Regions from separate parts of the Gossypium hirsutum genome. Here region 1 is linked to region 2. A link is a contact called in public Hi-C data. All regions are on one chromosome and are shown on one strand. The core of a region is the stretch at or near the end of the contact, and the rest is flanking DNA. Distances in the headings are between cores, read along the strand shown.

What was found. Hi-C and Micro-C count contacts between places; a contact is called where the count stands out from the background.
Region 1: a Hi-C map of seedling shows a contact between it and region 2, with 2.8 times the contacts expected there. The contact joins two enhancer-like sites. A contact is called at or near these places in 9 of 34 Hi-C or Micro-C datasets (callus, fibers, hypocotyl and 3 more).

The regions. Positions count from the first base shown.
Region 1 is chrA07:52,047,254-52,054,790 of Gossypium_hirsutum_v2.1, reverse strand. LOC107898285 (auxilin-related protein 2) reads right to left here. Exons shown (of 8, transcript XM_016823805.2): 8 at 7,204-7,537. It also overlaps the pseudogene LOC107898294. Among protein-coding and RNA genes, the nearest start is that of LOC107898285, 10 kb to the right of the region's middle. Within about 2 kb of position 5,825, at least 2 of the 9 cell types and tissues checked have an H3K27ac peak or open chromatin away from gene starts, as enhancers often do.
Region 2 is chrA07:52,004,659-52,011,897 of Gossypium_hirsutum_v2.1, reverse strand. It overlaps LOC107898273, which reads right to left. Exons shown (of 7, transcript XM_016823796.2): 4 at 6,607-6,724; 5 at 6,247-6,329; 6 at 5,504-5,565; 7 at 3,880-4,299. The coding sequence ends at 4,188. It overlaps LOC107898279 (a long non-coding RNA gene), which reads left to right and starts at 45. Exons shown (of 2, transcript XR_001684360.2): 1 at 45-3,743; 2 at 3,821-3,945. Within about 2 kb of position 3,352, at least 1 of the 9 cell types and tissues checked has an H3K27ac peak or open chromatin away from gene starts, as enhancers often do.

The sequences.
Region 1 (7,537 bases), core at 4,576-7,075, 40 kb before region 2:
CCCAACACCCATAACCAGATCCCCTGTCGGAGGAACCACAACCCCTACCGGAGCAACTACAACTCTCGTCGGAAGCTGAACCAATGAGGAACCCAGAGCGTAAACGTCGATGACCCCTATGTGGCACTGATTTCGACCGACACCAACATTGATTTTTTTAATATATTTATAGAAACTTTTTTTATATAGTTTCATATAATAAAATAAAAGTTTTTTTTTAATATTTTAATTGTACTTTACTTTTTTTTAATTTTAATACAATAAGTGTTCTTTTAAATTAGCCAATAATTTTTATTAAAATAAATGTTATTTTGACTATGGAAATATTTTTAATATTTTTTTATATTTTTAATAAAATATAAATAATGCAACATAATTTTATTACAAAAACTATCAGCTATTCCAATTTGGACATGATCGAGTTATATGGCTTAGGTTCCTACACCATCCGCACAACCTCTGTTGGTTCGTTCTTTCTTGAATATCCATATTGTTACATATTCTAGTCACACAAGGTCGACCCTTTAGTTTGTGACTCAATTCTCTATCTGGTAATAGCTTAAACGGAGCAAGCGATACAGACGGCCACTTACGTTCATCTGGGATCGGTGGGAATACATGTCTCCACACGTTGTACATGTATTCTATTTTGTACACTTGGTTGACATACGTTATGGGATCCAGACGGAGATTCTGACAAGCTGCAATTACATGAGCGCATAGATAACGTAATGCGTCAAACACCCCACAGTCGCATGTCCTATTTCTCAAGTGTACACAATATTGCCCTCCAATAATACCTTGGTTCGGTCTGTCAAACTCCGTCACACGTAACCATAGGTTGTTGCGATCGTGACACACTATGTGCATGGTGTTGGCTCGTGCCTTTGCCTTGTTAATCTCTTGCAATACCTTCGTGCACCATACATGGCCTTTATAACTCGTTGCTCATTTTAGAAAGAGTGCCGCTAAACGAAAATATGTCTCTCGCACAATGGCTGTTATCAGCAAATGACGCATTCCTTTTAGAACAGAATTTATGCATTCAGCCAGGTTTGATGTCATATGACCATATCATAGGCCGCCGTCGTATGCTTGTATCCACTGTTCAAAATGTATGTTACAAAGGTAATCTGCGCCTTCTTCATTAACTGAACGCAAAACCGCTAACATCTCATGAAAACGGTCTTTACTTATCTCATACCCTGTCAATATAAGTTGATAACGAAAATTACATACCATTCATCCATTCAGAATAAATTAAATATTACAAATGAAATTATATTAATAGAGATTAAATACCCATGTTGGTCACATGTCATCGTTCAGTTGTAGATTGATATTGCCCGTAGTAGTTGGACGCAATGTGACTTAGGCAATATCGATGGTGTGTACAATGCCATTGGCTTCCTTGTCGCTCAATTGCGACTAGTATTCCAATACCCCGATCCGATATAATGCATATATCAGGTTGGGGGCAGACATGCCTCCTTAACCTAGAAAGAAAGAAATTCCAGTCATCAGCTGACTCTCCCAAGTGTTATTGCAAATGCAATTGGAATGATTCTCCCACTGCCATCCTGTGCCACAACTAGCAATAGCCGATTGGTATATCTACCATACATAAAGGTACCATTAATTTGTACCAATGGCTTGCAGTATATAAATGCATCCCGACATTGTTTAAAACTCCAGAATAGACACTTGAACACTTGGCATCCACGGAGCAATCGATCGTTGTAGTATGCTGGTGCCGTTTCAAGGTCTGTTATGCAACCTGGGACATATCTCTCCAGCACCTGACACTACTGCCACACTTCATTAGATGAAGCATCCCACCTACCATGCATCTTTTCCAACGCCTTCTGCTTAGCTATCCAAACCTTGCGGCAAGAGGGCGTGTACTTCAATTGGCTATGAATATTGGCAATTAAGTCCAGCAATAAAGTCTTTGGATCCGTCTTCAGCGTCGGTAGTATTAAGCTAGCTAACATATCTGAATCCATCTTGGGATGATCTTGTGAAACACCTGTCAACGAAGTATGTTAAATAATACAACATTAAGTAATAACAGTTTTATTCAAAAACCCTAAACACTTAGTGATACTTTACCGCCAACACATGTATGTTGACCTTTATACTTTTTTATCTTCCACAAGCCTGTCTTTTTCTTCAATGAAGCCATGATTTTCCATGAACACGTATCGTCTTGCACTGCACACTTGGCCTCAAACTTATCGGATTTGGATTTAATCATGTTGTAGTTAACCCCGTTCATGATGTTATGTTATTTCAATGCAGTAAGAAAACTATCCTTATTGGAAAACTCCCTACCAACTTCAATTTCACCCGAATCCAATGATGAACTTGTACGGTCACGCCTTTTGTATGGTAGATCTGGAAACTCCAATGCATCATCTTGAGATAGATCGACATTATACATGTGGGCTAAAGGTGAGTACGCCCTGAATCGTGGATCTTCTTCTTTTTCATCTGAACCCCCTTCAACATCTTCAGTTATGGTTGGAACAGGCCCCGGTTCAGAAAATAATCCATCTTTTACACCATCAGGGCAGGGCTCTCGAGGTGGATCCACATCGGACTCATCATCCGACCCACCATCATTTGCAACGAATGAGGTCCCCTCGCTGGTGGATGTCGTAGGGAGTACATCATCCCTTCTTCTAGATGTTTCATAACGTCTCCAATCCGATATAGATTGCCAACCACTAGAAGTTGATGACATTCCCAGTACGTATTTCCAGTATCAAACATCGACCCACCGAGGTACATGTCCCATCCACTAACGGAGTGTCGTGCAGGGGTTGTGTATTCCATACTGCTACCAAACACAGGCGCTTCCGTATTTTGCCACCCACTAACTGAGTTCGGGCAGGAGTCGTGTATTCCTCTCGAACAGCATTAGATATTGAAGTCGCAATGTATCATTTGGTGATGAAAATTGTACATATAACTCATGATAAGGTGATCCACTAGCAAGATGAGTCTGGACCATTGCCTCCAAGCTACGAGGACTTTTGATGTCGAATGAGTCATATCTCACGAGATCAACCGAAGTACAAAATCGATACTTAATAGACAAAACTTTTATTGGCGTCGTTTCGAAGATTTTACGCCTAATTCTTTTACGAATTTCTTTCAAATCTATGTTCTGGTTAAAAACTAGTCGTGTTGTGCTCTCCGACAAAAAGACAACGCCGTTCTCGGTGTCACGGACCTCGCCATCATAGTAAATAACAGCACTAACACGTTCACTCATCTTCAGTTTTTATTTTACTTTAGCCTCAATTTCTCTTGCTGTAACTTATACAACCTGGGAATGAAATTTGGCTCATTTATAGTTTAAGGCTTTATCAGATACTACTGTAGCAAAGAGCGTCCACGTGGGAGCTTTTTCCGTAATTTTGCTAACAGTGCATCCTTCTTGAAGCGTTTTTGACACTATTTATTCAAAACATCTTCTTAAAATTATTTTATCAGATACTACTGTAGCAAAAGAACGTTCACGTAGGAGCTTTTTTCCGTAATTTTACTGACAGTGCATCCTTCTTGAAGCGTTTTTGACACTATTTGTTCAGAAACATCTTCTCAAAATCATTTTATCAGATACTACTGTAGCAAAAGAGCGTCCACGTGGGAGCTTTTTTCCGTAATTTTGCTGACAGTGCATCCTTCTTGAAACTTTTTTAACACTATTTGTTCAGAAACATCTTCTCAAATTTATTTTTCAGATACTACTGCAGCAAAAGAGCGTCCACATGGGACCTTTTTTCCGTAATTTTGCTAACAATGCATCCTTCTTGAAGCGTTTTTAACACTATTTGTTCAGAAACATATTCTCAAATTTATTTTTTCAGATACTACTGTAGCAAAAGAGCATCCACGTGGGAGCTTTTTTCCGTAATTAATAGTTAATTTAATTAATAAACTCTAAAAAACCCTAAACCCTAATTTAATTAATTTTTTTTAATTTCATAGTTAATTTAATTAATTAACCCTCAACTCTAATTAAATTAATTTTTCCTTTAAAAAACACAAAAACCTTAAACCACTAAAACCTTAATCCTAAAACAATCAAAAACCCTAACTTTAAAAAATCTTAAACCCTAATTTAATTGACTTTTTTATTTTCATAGTTAATTTAATTAATTAACCCTCAACTCTAATTAAATTAATTTTTCCTTTAAAAAATACAAAAATTCTAAACCACTAAAACCCTAATCCTAAAACAATCAAAAACCCTAACTTTAAAAAACCCTAAACCCTAATTTAATTGATTTTTTTTTATTTTCATAGTTAATTTAATTAATTAACCCTCAACTCTAATTAAATTAATTTTCCCTTAAAAATACTAAAACCCTAAACCACTAAAACCCTGATCCTAAAACAATCAAAAACCTTAATCATAAAAAAACTTTAAACCCTAATTTAATTGATTTTTTTTTTATTTTCATAGTTAATTTAATTAATTAACCCTCAACTCTAATTAAATTAATTTTTCCCTTAAAAAACACTAAAATCCAAAACCACTAAAACTTTGATCTTAAAACAATCAAAACCCCTAACCTTAAAAAACCTTAAACCCTAATTTAGTTATTTTTTTTATTTTCATAGTTAATTTAATTAATTAACCATCAACTCTAATTAAATTAATTTTTCCCTTAAAAATGCTAAAATCCAAAACCACTAAAACCCTGATCCTAAAACAATCAAAATCCCTAACCTTAAAAAACCTTAAACCCTAATTTAATTTATTTTTTATTTTCATAGTTAATTTAATTAATTAACCCTCAACTCTAATTAAATTAATTTTTCCTTTAAAAACACAAAAATTCTAAACCACTAAAACCTCAATCCTAAAACTATCAAAAATCCTAACCTTAAAAAACCCTAAACCCTAATTTAATTTTTTTATTTTCATAGTTAATTTAATTAATTAACCTTCAATTCTAATTAAATTAATTTTTTCTTAAAAAATACTAAAACCCTAAACCTTAAAAACTCTAACACTAAAAAAAGAGACAAAACGCTCCCTTAAAGAAGCGTTTTGTTGATACGTACCCTAATTTCACGCTGATGTGGATGCGCTTTTGAGAAAAATAATCATTTCCTGCAAATAGTGAAAAAGTCGGACCATTCTATAAATAACGAAATAAAAGAGCTTTTGTTTTAGAGTTTTGAAGTGTACGAGAAAAGTGTTGGGAGAATGGATGATGAAATAATTACACAAGGCATGGCGTGTGTTGTTGTTTTCCAATGCTATATATAATAATAATCATTCTTTCCAAACAGGGATGATTCCTTGAGCTGCCAAACGCTTTTCAACCCAGAAAACTACATGCTTCGCTGTGATTTTCTTCTCATCAACCAGGAAAGGCTCCACGGTGCCATCATTCAATTTCAGAGGACCTGCTGAGTTTGTCATATATTGTTCATACCTGTAAGTTCTTCATTAGGGAAGAAAGCCCAGAATGAATAAGGCCACCCATTCTTCAGAAATGAACCTTCCAACTGTCAAGTTCGGAATGTGAACAAGATTCATAAACCCCGTCTATTATTAATAAATTAAGGAGGAAATAGAGAGACAAAACCTTGTTGTCTTGGAAAGAGAGTTGGATTTGAGAGAGATGATGTTGGGATTCAAGTATTGTTTTCAATGGAGGAATAACATCCTCCCACATCAACTCCGGCAGTGACTTTGCTGCTGGTTTGGGGCGCTTGCCTTCCTCCTTATTCTCAGCGGTGGCTAATACCAAATGGAAACACTTTTTAAAGCAAACTCGCGACTCCAAAAGATGAGCTTTGCTTATGGACAAAAGTAGCTCTATGTCACACCACTTAGAATGGAGAAACCTACTCACTCACTTGTAGGAGTTGACGATTCTTGAACAGCAGAACAGGTAACACATCCACGAGAAGGAATCAATTTACTCATCAAGTTACACACCAATGGTTCAACATGCATGCATACAAGACTAGAACCGGAGTAGTAGCTATACAAAACAATATATTTAACAATTCCCAAGAAGAAGCTCTTGAGTTGTACTAATTTTAAAATTTAATTGGTTATTCAGAAAATATGAAACTCTTTCGTTTTCAACTGTGAATTTGAACTTGATGATGCTATACAGAGAAAGTAAATAATCTTCACAGCAAACAGAGAGTTTGTACCTATTATCTATGACTGGAAATGAAAATTGTAGCTATATACAAGATAAATTTACCATTGATAGTGTGCAGGAGAAAGAAGAGTAGGTGGCTCTGGAATTCCAACTAAGGTATGAAGATGATGATGGAAAGCTCGACAACTCAACTTCTCTCGTCCCCACTATAGCCATTTTAATACTATCACTCCACACGACAGGATGAACCTCTTTACCTACTTCCAATTTTTGTTATTTTCCTTCAACCATCAAACATTTTTGAGGCAAAGGCAGAGGCAGAAAAGATCGATTAGCATTCAATAGAAGAGAAGAGCAAAGCTCTCCGATCCACAAGAAGTTTAGGAGAATATATGCCACTGATTTCCTCAATTTTCCTTCTCTGAAAAACGATAGACGATAGAGATACTATTTATTTTCCTACTGGGATAAGCTTAAATAAAAAATAAATAGGACGAATATAGTGGTCCAAATACCACAAACAATCTTAGGAATGAAAATAAAAAAGAGGAAAAATAGCAATGGCTCTTTCCTTTACAATTTGGTAGGAAAAAATGGCACATTAGCAAATGTTTTCAATAATCCAACCAACCAAACTATTTTGTTTTAATAACATAAAATTTAATCCAGACTTCTAATTTATAAAATACATTTAAGCCTACCTATGTATTTTAGGTTGTTAATTATACTATGCTATTATTTTACAGATGTATTTACCATACCATCTTAGTTGATCCCGCAGCAGTTGACTGAAACGGAATTCGCAGTCTCCAAAACCAAAAAAGTTGGCTCAAGGTGCATCAAATTATAGCTTTTTCCAATGCGAGTGTTAACACGTGATAATGTTTTTCTTCAAATGAAAGTAAGCATGCATAATTTTTATTTAGTTATTCATTTATGTTTTGAAAAAGAAATTATGCATTCAAACAGTCGAATATGAATAATTAAAATTAAACGATAGAATTTTTAAAAAAATAATTTCCTTAACAAGAAACCAAAAGAAACAAGAAAAAGGAGGATATATACGAACCACCTCAACAATCATACACTATACCATGCTATTTGTTTTACAGCCATATTTGCCAATTTATATTTGTATTATAAAAAGAATAAACACAAAATACCCCTCATCTTATGCATATGGGGCGGATGATTTTAACTGATTGATTCGCTGAATTATATAACTTTCCATAGCCACAAGCTGGATGAAGCTTAATATACACCAACCTGATCCAAATAACAGTACTGCACCCTCTCACGTAACCCTCCCATGTTTTTCAAGCAGCGCCGGGCCGATGACAAGCTTTAACTGCTCATTAATGGTTCATCAAACCAAAGCAGACAGCAGCAGATAG
Region 2 (7,239 bases), core at 2,103-4,602:
TAGTGGGAGGGGAGAGTAATTCACACATCCAAAATAGATGGCTTTCTTATCTAAAACAGGTAGCTCCCAATGTCAATGTTGGAGCTAATGATCAGGGCCAAGGGGCATCAAGTGGACTATCGAATGATGGCCCTTTTCCGGGGTATCTATTTGGGCCAATTAGGAGTGTTTAACAATCCATTAAAGATTCTATTATGGATGTTCAAGAAAAAAAAAGTCTAGGCTCGATTCTAATGTTTCAGCTCAGCATGTTTCTTCAAATGATACGGCCCAGCATACTACTATTTGGGGCAGCTCTAGCTTTAATCAAACTACTGTATCGGTCGGTCTCTTAGTGGAGACCCATCGGAAGCCATGATTTGTATTGCTTGGAACTGCCGGGGACTGGTAATCCCCGTGCGGTACTCACCCTCAGGGAGCTTGTTCATTCTAATAAACCTTGTATTTTGTTTTTATCCGAGACTTTAGTTCATTAAAATAAAGAATTGTGCATTTCTTTACTTTTTGGTTATTGTTTATGTGTAGACCGTCTTGGTCGTAGTGCTGTACTTGCATTATTTTGGAATTCAACTTTTAATATTTCTATTTTCGGGTATTCTTAGAATCACATTGATGCTCTTGTTGAGTTAGACAATGGTTTTAAATAGAGGCTTACTGGTTTCTATGGTTTTCCGGAGTCTAGTAGGAAGCGTGGTTCTTGGGCTTTGCTAAGACATTTGACGTCCCTTAATTCTCTTCCATGGATGTGCTTTGGGGATTTCAATAATCTTTTGTCAATTAATGATAAGAAAGGTGCTGCAGTTTACCTTACTATTTGGCTCGATGGTTTTCGTGATTGTGTTTCAGACTGTAATCTTTTAGAGGTTCCTCTTTTACTTGGGAACGGGGTAGGGGAACCAGTTCTTTTGTCATGGAAAGGCTTAATAGGGCTTTTGTAAATGACGCGTGGGTTCAACGCTATCCATTCCATAAGCTTTATAGTCGTGTGTGTCCCACTTCGTATCACTCACCTATTAAATTAGTGGTGAAAGCTAGGTTTTCAACCCCAAGAGTTCGGCGCTTCAAGTTTGAGAAGTTTTGGCTTAGTGAAACAGGTTTTTTTTGATGTCATTGCAGATGCTTGGTTTATGGTGTCGAATGGGTCTGTTTCTGCCAAGTTAAGTAATTGTGTTTTTTCTCTTTCTTAATGGAGGTACAAGTTGGGAGGAAATTTCAGTTCTTGTATTAAGGTTGTTAAGGAGGAACTTTTCCGGTCATATTCTATAGGGAATAATGATGATGAGGTTCTAAAGTTATGTTTTGACTTAAATATTTTGCTTGCTCAAGAGGGGTTTTAGAAACAGTGAGCTAGATTTTTTCCATGCTTGGGTGAGTAAAAGAAAATGGTTAAATCATATTTCTATGCTTTATGATGATGTGGGTCAGCAATGTACTGACGAGGCGGGCATGCATTTCATTGTTCTTAGTTATTTTACTTCCCTTTTTTCGGTTTCGGTTACCTTGCAGTTTGATGCTTTTCTGATTTTGATTCTCGTTGTACACTCTGATAATAATGCTCTTCTTTCTCCTTTTACTACTGAGGAGTTTAGACTGGCATTGTTTGAAATGCATCCAGATAAAGCTCTCAGGCCGACGTATAAATGTTGCATTCTATCAGAAGTGCTAGCATATTATTGGTGAGGAGATTTTTACAGCGTGTTGTGAAGGCTGAATGTAGCTGCTCCCCCCCCCACTTTTTAGATTAATGATTCCATTATAGTTTTAATTCCAAAAAATCAGAAGCCGACATCTATGAAAGATTTGAGGTTGATTGCGCTTTGTAACATTGTTTATAAACTGGTGGTGAAGGTTCTTACGAATTGTCTGAAGATCTTGTTACCTCGATTCATTTCTTGGTCTTAATTTGCTTTTGTTCCAAGTCATCTCATTACTGATAATGCGATGGTTGCTTTTGAAACCATTCATCACATGAAGAATAAAGGGTGAGGTTTGTGAGATCGCTTTAAAAGTTGACATTAGTAAAGCCTATGACATGGTGAATTGGATCTTTCTTCATTTTATTTTGGAAAGGCTGGGTTCCATCACAGATAAGTAGATTGGATGATGCTTTGTGTTCCCTTCGTCAACTATATCATTTTGTTTAATGGCACTGAGTTGGGACTAATTTCTCCCAAACGAGGCCTCTGTCAGGGTGATCCATTATCACTGTATCTTTTCATTCTGTGCACTGAGGGGCCAAGTTATTTGATGATGAACGCAGAGAGATGAGTGGATATTCATGGACTCTCTATTTTTAGGGGAGTCCTACATTATCACATCTGCTTTTTGCAGATGATGGTTTCTTCTTTTTTTGTGCTATGGAGACAGAAGCTGAGGAGGTGAAGGGGTCATTATTATGTTACAATGAAGCTTCTGGGTAGGCCATTAATTTCTTTGAGTCTGGAATTATGTTTAGTTCTAATTCCAAGCAACAAGGCCGTTAGAGAATTTGTTCTATTCTTGTTGTTTCAATGCCTCTTAATCATGGTCGTTATTTGGGACTTTCGTCACTAACTGGGCGTAAAAGAAAGCAAGTCTTTGCTTTCCTAAAGGAGCATTGAGCAAGCATATCCACAGCTAGAAAAATAGGTTTCTCTCTAGTGCAAGTAAGGAAGTTGTGCTTAAAACGGTGGCTCAGGCTGTTTTAGTCTATAGTCAGCACGTGTTTTTACTACCTCATAATGCTTGTGATGACCTACTGAAGATGATGAGTTCTTTTTGGCGGGGTTTTGATAATGATGGGCGGAAAATTCACTATGCTTATTGGGATAGGTTTTGTGTTCCTAAACAATTTGGTAGATTGGGTTTTCACAACTCGAGAAGCAAGGTTGGCAATTCCTTTCGGTGAATTGTGGGTTTCTTGATGAGTTGGAAGGTAATTCTCCTTCTTTCATTTGGAAAAGTATTCATAAGGCTATGAAGGTGCTTTATAGAGGGGTTAGATGCTGAGTTGGTGATGCGAGGGCGATTGAGGGGCACAATGATTCGTGGATTAGTGAATGATAATTTTTTTTTATTAATTTTACTCCAATTGAAGGTTGTGAACATCTGGAAGTCAATGGTTTAATCCACTCTAACGGTGGTGCATTGGATACAGATATGGTTGAGGGACTCCTTACCCCATAAGATGCTGACTGTGTGCTTCATATGCCGATCAGTTGGTCTACGGGGGTTAAAGGTTTATCTTTGGCGTTGTTTGCGTGGGTTTTTCTGTGCAATAGTAAGATTTTTCATCGTGGAATCCAAGTTGATTCTCTCTGCTTTAGGTGTCAACAGTCAGAAAAAGACATTGATCATGTTCTTTTTTGTTGTTCACATGCCAAAGTCGTTTGGGATTTGCTAGATGTTGAGTCCCAATCTACTTTTAGAATGATGGCGGAATCTGTTGTGTATCAGGCGAGGTCGTTCCTGCAAGGTTGGTTGGTAGCTAAAAAATGTGCATGAGTCAGCCGATTTTTAGAACACTAGTTGAGGGTGGTGATGACCACTGGTGCTGTCCGCCAGCAAGTAAACTGAAAAATGCAACTTTGATGTCGCTATTTTAAATAACTATGGTTCCATGGCAGGGAGGTTATGTTCGTTCCATCACCGGTTTTATGAAGAGTGACATGGTTAAAGTTCTTGCTGCACGTGAGGCTCGCTCTTGGCTAAAATCATTGCAGAAGGATTATATTGTTCTGGAAACTGATTGTCAAAAGGCTTTGGTATGCTATTTCTGATAATAGTTTGAATGTGTCGGATTTAGTCATTGATATCTAATTGTACCTCATATCATTTCCAGCTCAGTCTTTTTCTATCCGTAGGATCGCCAACAAAAATCCATAACTGCGGCTACTAGTATAGGCAAGCAACTAAAACATTTTATCTCTTTGCATTGAAATGCAACTACGATCAACATTTGTTCAATGATTATACAGACAGTTTCCTTCTACAAAACTAAATATTCACAAGCTACATCAACTATTATAGTTCTTACAATTTAATCATGAAGAAATGAAATTTGTCACATTCTAATTTATAAAGAAATAACACGCATCAAAAACATTACTTCATCTCAACTGACTTAAACCCGAATGTATTTCAGAAGCTCGGTGTTGAGTATCCTAGCTCAAGACAAATGGTCAGAAGTATCATCAGTAAGCCCTGGGTCATGATTTCATTGCATTGGACGACTGAGGAAGGATGTTGTTGGCCAGTTCTTCATTTACCTTGACAGGAAGTGGAGGCATTTGTTTCATCACCTCGGGTTGGTCATTCAAGCTGCAGATGACTCGTCCATGTTAATTAATGTACAGAAGACACATCCTGTAAATTGCTATATATGTTCGAACGCAATGTGCTATAAGAATCCTGATGTGAAGAACAAGTTCACAGACAACAGATGAAATTTCCCAATTCTTGACACCTTAGCTAACGAAATTTCCTACTAATCAAACGAAACAATTTCGCAATACACGATAGCATGCAATAATAATGAATACCTCCAAATTCACTAAAGCTTATTTTTTCTATGTTACCCGGACTCTTCAGTTTCTCTACAGCACCCATGTATGACAAATACTTGGACACAAGAATAATGGTATGATCATCCACACATATGGAAAAACTTACAAAAAATGAGCATACCCAGACTCGTATCCATATCTAAGGTTTAATGACAATGACACATGCATCTAGCCATCAAAGCCGAGGGACACCCAAGTATTTGACTTGTTAATCAATTTTACTTTCAGAATCTTCACATAAATCTGAATATTTTCATACATCAGTGGTTGTCAATTTTATTCAGCAAAGACGTAACAGAGTTGAGGGCAATCATCATAACTTCATATTAGACAAGCCAAATCTATCTTGCAACAAGACCAGGTGATTTATAGGAAAAGGCTATTAATCAAAGGGTTAAGATTCATAAAGCTTAGTTAATCTGAAAGTTAAGCTACAAAGGAGGAAAGTGGTTATGAAACTGAAACATGTGATTTACAAAGATTCATAAAGCTTAATGGCGGGTAAATTTTATGGTATAATGATGGAGCACAATGAAAAGTAATGCAAAATTGCCACCAGAAAAAGGTTCAGGAGCTAAAACTACCAACCATACCCTCGACAGAACTTTTTCACATCATTTGCTTTGGATTGGCCAGTTGTATGATCATTTGTCTTCCTTATTTTCACACGGGCAAATTTAGAAATTCTTTTAGGAGAGGCCAAATTTTAAGCTGTCAAACCATAATTTTATTATTTATTAATTTATAATTTCATCATTTATGAGGGGACTGAAATAGTAATTTTCCATTTTTGGGAGGCCAGGGTCCCTCCTTGGCCCCCTAAACACGCCCCTGTTTTCACTTTTCCAACTTTAACATGATCTTTAGTTTTCTATTACAAACTTGCAATCGTGCAATAAATATGCAACTATATCTAATTTGGACGACACGTAACAGAGAGCATAGAGGAAATATCATACTCATTCAAGATTGTGAGGATATTGTCCCGTGCTTTGCATAAGAGATTAATATTATCATGTATCTGCATGGAAAAAAGAATAATAACAATCAATAAAGAAAGAATATGAAGATACTTGGGAGACAGCGGCTTCCAAACCTACAACAGTATATGATAATAAGGCCAACCAAACAGATGGTTGTAATCATCAAATAACTTTCATTTTTCATACAGAACCTTTAGACAGTAAACTGGCATAAACTTATTAGGTGGCAAAAAAGTAACAGATAATATTAAATATTGAAGAATCTGAGTAATAAATGAAATTGAAAAGTGATGTCTAATAATCTTTGCATGCATGAGAATGGCATACAAAGTATTAGTTACATCTACAAAATCAGAGTGTTGGTACCTTCTGATAAAATTGAAATTTTTTTGGTTCACTGTTTGATTTTTCATTCTTTTTTTATTCCAATTTTTAACACGTTGCTACTTTCACTCAAACCACCAAAGACCTGATACAAACAGGTCCAGTGGGAAAATATTATACTTAGAATAATAGAAAGATATCAACTCCTATGAATACAACTTGACAACGCATAAACCTTGAGAGTTGAAAGAGAACGATGGCCACTTAAAGCAAAATGAAGCAGCAGCAGCATTAATGAATGCAAAATTAGAAAGTAACAGATTAGAAGAAAGTCAGAGCAGATGTACACAGGTATACAATTATGAAGGAAATTGTATTCAAACCAAATATTTCACCTGGAAGGATGAAAAATTTGCAGATATTTGATTAAACATTTGAGCAGTTTGTTCCAGTAGGTCTCCTGTCACACCACCGATAGCTGAAAAGACATGATTCAAATTATAAAAGCGTATAGAGAGCAAGATGATCATATTGCCATCTTAAATAAAGTTCCCTCTAATCTATCCTATCCTCTTTCCGTTTTCCATTCTTCCATTGGCCAATTTTAGACACGTCCTAAGATTTATGATCTACATGGTCACTGACCCTTGTCAGCTCCAAATAAACCTGTGCACTAGTCAAGTTCTAAGCTTGATAAAATTTGATATATTCTAAAAATAAGCATTGTCTATAGGGATAAAAAGTTCAGCTCAAACCTTTGTATGGGATGCCATCATCATTGTCCATAGGGATCACTGGTGGAGCATATGAAGGACCATTAGGCCTAGTTGGTAGATGAGACGTAGACTTTGCAGAAGAGTCTGTACCCTTTTCCTGTAAACAATGTCCTATCAACTTGAGTTTTCAGGAAATGAAGCAACCTACCTAAATAAAGAACTAAGATGCAAATAGAAGAACTGCCTAACTAAGAGGGCTGAGGAAGCTTTTAACGAGAAGGTGAAGTCCCTTCACCCACCTGGGCTTAAACAACAACGGGCATAATTCAACTTTCAACCACATCTAATTATGCCTGAGACATGCTTGATAAATCTTTTAGTTAATTAAACATGCACCTGAGATATAATGGGAATTTCCATTTATGTAACCTTGATTTTTTTTATCTAGTTGCCGTCCAGCTTGAGGTATCTTTTATGGCAGACCTTAGTCAAGAATTTTGACATGCATGTTTAATGGAGAATGATGAGAGTACAACTAACCACAAATGAATGGTAGACGCTAGACGTATATTCATTTCAAGCAACAGTCAAGTCAAGAATGCTTAAACATGGCATCATCGGTCATAGGTAAAAACTGTGACCATAGTAAAAACTACTGACGCTAACACACAG